2 separate regions of the Culex quinquefasciatus genome follow, and region 1 is linked to region 2. The links are chromatin contacts, called in public Hi-C maps. All regions are on one chromosome and are shown on one strand. The core of a region is the stretch at or near the end of the contact, and the rest is flanking DNA. Distances in the headings are between cores, read along the strand shown.

The links. A called contact is a pair of places that touch in the nucleus more often than the background predicts.
Region 1: a contact with region 2 is called in a Hi-C map of whole body, with 7 times the contacts expected there. The contact joins the promoter of LOC6054177 here to the promoter of LOC6032526 in region 2. A contact is called at or near these places in 2 of 2 Hi-C or Micro-C datasets (both in whole body).

The regions. Positions count from the first base shown.
Region 1 is chr3:66,708,086-66,710,785 of VPISU_Cqui_1.0_pri_paternal, reverse strand. LOC6054177 reads left to right here and starts at 1,261. Exons shown (of 6, transcript XM_038263667.1): 1 at 1,261-1,317; 2 at 2,155-2,700.
Region 2 is chr3:66,562,646-66,565,345 of VPISU_Cqui_1.0_pri_paternal, reverse strand. LOC6032526 (calcium uptake protein 2, mitochondrial) reads left to right here and starts at 1,412. Exons shown (of 12, transcript XM_038260360.1): 1 at 1,412-1,648. The coding sequence starts at 1,439.

The DNA of each region.
Region 1 (2,700 bases), core at 12-2,511, 150 kb before region 2:
TAAGGATCCAGTGTTGACCACCATGTGGGGCCGGGGCAGTTTGAGGTAATTTGACCTGTCTATATTTGAGAAATCACGCACAATTTTGCGTACGATTACCCCAAAACTTACGCATCGACGAGCAGACGAGCAGGTGTGAATTGCTTTAACGAGATCGTTTTTTTTTTGCGGATCGCCTAGCCGTGCCGGTTGACTCACCTGCCGGTTGATGATACCGGCACCGTCCGATCGGTATACAAACCACACATGAAGATTAAGTCAATTGGTAAACAAACCATTATTTTGATCCGGTGCTTATTTCTAAGTCATCCGGTGTCCGTTTTTTGCTTGCTTTGGTGTTTCTGATTAGATTGAAATTGGATGATTCGCTTTTCTGGGAATTTAAAAATTCAAGCCAGTTTTACGTTTTAAAATAACTGTAAGAAAAAAAAAACAGTTGGTAATAAATCATTGCAAGAACGATGTTGCCATTGCGTGATTACATTTTTCTGCATGTTCTTTGTTTTGCATTCATTTTTTCAAACACGTTAGATAATTTGAGGAAAACATATTTTACAAAAATCTTACAAATTACAATTTACTTGGAAAAAATAACTCCAAAAACCAGTTTGTTAGTAATGTTTGCAATACGTCACTTTCTTGTTTTACTCACTCTAAAACAAATCAAATTTTGATTGTTTCAAAAAAACCTTTAAAGGACGTTTAGATGAACAATTTTAAGCATTTTTCTAATTTCTAAATTGAACGAGATTCGATTTTAAAACATTTTAGTTTAGTTTTAGTTTTTTTTTTATTTTTTAATGCAATTTTAATGCCAGTGCGTTGCAAATTCTATGATCTTCCTTCTTAATTTTCTCCCATCCTTCCGGTTTTCCACAATCCTTTTCTCTTCCCTTTTCCTTACGCATCTCCTCTCCCTCTCTCATTATTTTGGTCACTGATAACCGGCTTCTCTCTTCTCCGGTTTCCTCCCTCTCTCGCAAGAGAGCACACCCGGCATTCGCTCTCACGTCATCGCACGCGCGCGAGAGCCCCCTTCCACGAAAGAGAGAAAAAGCCCGCAGAGAGCGAAAACATCGATTTCAACGCGCACGCTCGCACGGTGGGTTCAAAAACTCGGTTCTGCGGCTTTTCCTTTCCTGCCATCGTCGCCGTCGTCGCCTGCTGCGTGTAAAATGCAGAGCAGTCTGGCCCGCCGGTCGTGAGCATGGTCCCGTTCGCGCAAACTTCGGCCGGTTTAGTCTTCGCTTGGCAGCAGCACGCGTGACAACGATTTCTCTCGCAAGAGTTTCGGGTGGTGGGTTTGTCCCGGTTTCGGTACGCGACTTTTCGACTTCGAGCCGGTGGGGTACCTTCTGGAAGGAACTGCGAGTGCTCCGGAAGATCCTTCCTGAATTCTTCCGAAGGGAAGAACTTGGGAGTTTTTTTTATTGGAGTTTTTTTTTTTTTTGGGGAGCAGGAAGAACAGTCGGAAGTGTGTGTCTTCGGAAGTTGTGTTACGTCCTCCGGTTCTCTACGGGAAGAATCGAAAGGGACTGGATCGTGAACTTCAGTGTTGGTGATCGGTTTTGGAGCTGGACAGCTCTCTTGCCGGACGAGGTTCTTGCGGGGACCTGCCGACTCTGAAAATCGAGTTCAATTTGTTATGTAAATCAGTGGCAGCGCGCGGGTCGGATGCTCTCTCCGAGGGTCTCGTCGTCGCGCGAGATCACACTTTTACTTTGAGAGCTCTCATTAAAAACCGATTGGATATTTTGAGAAATTAGTGTCGGACGGCTCGCAGAGCGCGCAGAAATCCGCCGTACGGTTATTTTAATTCTTCCTTTTTGTCCACACGGTGGTCGGTCGAACGGCGCAACGACTTGGTCGACTCGCGTGAAGTTCAAGTGACAAGTGAAGGTAACCACGGGAAAGAAGTGGCCAGAAAAGATGTGGCAATTAGTGGTCCACCGTGGTCCGGAGATCCTACCGTCCGTACGATCGTCCCTTAGAACGTCCTCCTGAGAAGAAACGCCAAAAAGGTCGAGCGTTATCAGCGTTAGAGCAAGTGACAGTTCTGTGTGCACGCGCGCGTTGCAACCGGGACGGAAGAATAACCGCAAGAAGAGAGCGCGTTTCGCGTGCGCTCTGCAATACACGATCGTGCGTTATCAGATTTAATTAGAAGGAAGAAGGGGTGAGCGAGCAAACAACACAACAACTCAAGGAAGAAAACGAGAGAAAGAGAGTCCGCTGGAAGATGCGTTGCGACGCAACGTCGCAAACAGTGTGTGTCTAAGTGTGTGAATAATTGTGCAAAATAAATTAGCGAAAAGTGAGGTTAATGTGCAGAGAAAAAAAAAGTCACAACCACTAGCGAATACATTGTTGCAAAGCGTCTAGTAGATAAGGGGTTAAGCAAGAGAGAGTGAGGGAGAGCACAAGTAAGTGAGTTATCAGCTGGTGACCGGCATATTGTCGTAACAGCCACCTTTTGGCGCGTCAAACAGAAGCACATAGGAAGAGCAGAGCGCAAGCAAAGTGTGAGTAAAGTGTGTGATCGCGGCAGAGATTGAGTGAAAAGTGAAACATCACAAGTGAAACAAAAAAATCGCAACGGGTGTTCTCGGGGACGGCGCAAACGCCGGCTGATAAGGAACAGTGCAGTGTTTTGGGAAATGCGTCCGCGGTAAAGGGACGAATCGATTACCTGATGTGAAA
Region 2 (2,700 bases), core at 163-2,662:
TTTTTTCAACTGAAATTGCCTATAAATTTGGAGAATTTTGCAATTGTGTTAAAAAAAAAACGTTTTATTAATTATTTACAAACTTATTTAACCTTCTCCTAGTCGAAAATTGTCCAAAGAATCCGAAAATACATTCCGTTTTCCGATTCAAAATCATGTTGATTAATAAAATCATGACATTTTGAGAAGTTTAAAATAATGACATTCATCAACAATTTCTTAACCAAAGTTAACTAACTTTTTAAACTTTTCAACGTTTTATGAAAAGTTCTTTTTGCGATTCTTTCAACACTTCTTTACCACGGTCAGTATGATTCTAAACCATTATGTACGCATTATAATTGTACTTTTCATTTTGCGGAAAAATCGCAAACCTAAATATTTCCTAAAATGTTGGTAAATGAGCATAGGTTAGGATGCTTGGGAATTTCCAATCTCTGTTTTCAAAAAAAAAAATGGAGGGTCTAACAAATTGTATAACTCTTATTTTAAGTTATTTTTTTATCAACATATTTTGAAATGTTTAAGAACCCATAAGGAGATACTTTTCATTAAGTTCCTGTTCACAATGTGTGGTCTAAAATAATATATTGTTTTTAAAATATAAATGTCACAAATCGATTTGAAGCGATAAAAAAGCAAACAAACGAACTCTATTGTTAAATCTTTTTTTTTATGTATTTTTAAGTTTATTATTTTTTAATGTTATTTTACCTCTATTTATGTGAAATCACGTAAATATTTCGCTTCTAAAATACAAAATACCATGATATTTTTAAGTGTACATAAATAAACATTGACAGCAATAAGGCCGTTGCAAAATCAATCAACTTAAACAATTTAAAGTGCAATTCTCTATATTGATAATTATATTTAGTATGTATGGACTTGTTCAAAGATATTTTGATTTTTATGAAACTCAGCACCACAAAAAAATGCTTATAAAATGTTTGTCAATTATCACATATTTTGGAAAGTATTTGCAAAACAAAACAATTGACAGGTGTGTTGTTTCAATAAAGAAGGATTGAGCTGAAATGTTCACTTGAACAATTTTTGAAAATATTTTGGAATGATTGCTTGGTAAGCTATTTCCATACCCAGAGTTTTTTTTTAATTTCCTATAAACATTTAAACAAAATTGTTTATGGGACCTTTTAAAACAAACTTTAGATAGGTTTTCGATAGAACTGCTCCACGCACCCAAACACGTGCTGTTAGTAAGTTACTGCTGGCAGCACTTCTCACCACGTGCTCTCTCTGAACCGGCGTAACTTCTCTCTCGCGCGCAATCTCCCACAATCAGTTAATCCTCTCGATTTACACAATTCTCTTTCTCTTTACTACTCTCGCTCTCCCAACTCCCAACACCCAGCGAAACGTCAAAATATTGTACAACAACAAAAACAACAGCTTGATTTTTAGTACCACAACAAAAATGGCGATGTACACAAATAAGTTGGCGCGGTGCTCGCGATTAGGGCCGAATTTCGGGACGGTAGTGCGCGGATTCAGTGCCGATTCCAGCCGGAAGTGGTTCCTGCATCCGTCCGTCAAGTACCTGTGCCTGATTGGGGGCAGTGTGGTGGCCCTGGCGTACGCCAAGCATCGCCATCAGCCGCGGGTGTACGCGCTGCAGCTTCGCAAGGTAGGTGACATTTGGCGATGACATTTCCGGCGGAATTGGGGCCGGATTGGGGCGACCTTTATCGAGAATTGGTTTATTGAGAGTCGGGCTACATGTTGCAAATAAATTTCGGCTCTGATTAGGCTTAATTGGTTAGAAATTCAATGTTTGTTTTATGTAAACAAACCATTTCAGGTAGTGACCATAAATGGAAATTAATGCAAAAATGTCTAAGATTCATTCAATCAGATCGGTATCAATGATGAACAGTAACGATTCAGCACTAGATCATGGTTTGAGCTATGAAATCCTTCGTTTTTCAGTCTAAAAAGTGAATAGCTTCCGATATCCCTTCATCGATGACATCATTCAATGATTAGTGTGAATCAGCGCTCTTCTGGGCTCGTTTTTAGAACTATACTGATAGAAGCCCGCTAATGAATGTTTTATGCCAAAAAGACGCTAATTTTATCCGAAAATGTCACGTTTTAGTTAAAAGTTGCTCCCAAAATTCGTATATCGATCCATGTTGAGGAATTTAATCGCTGCTCTATCGTTTAGTACGCCTGCATTTGGCTTGTACTAAAAACCATATGATTGTCAAAGCTCGCCCCGTACGATGTATGTCAAGGTCATACGATGTAAACAGAGCAGTTATCTAGTTAGTAAAGGTGAATGACCCCACTACCTGTAGACACCGGTCCGGTACGTAGAGCCTCGCCTCGAAACGTCAAACAGGAACAAAAGCTGCGAACCGAAGAATCACGTGACGTTTTGGAATTATGACAGTCTGGAACGGATGAATTACCCCATTATTGGTTTCCCGCACCGATAAAGTGGAAATTGTTGCAATCATTTGAAATTGGCAAGTATGCTACTAATTTTTTATTTGATATGGAGATTTACAAAAAAGTGAAAATTTGACCATTTACCGGGCAAATTTCACCGGATTTTTTTTCTGTTAGGCTGTTAAGCATGCCAAACTGAACTGAAAAACGCGTTGTATTTTTTCTGACATAGGACTATGTCTCTACTTACTATATTGGGGGGCCAGTTCAGAAATTCGATCCAAA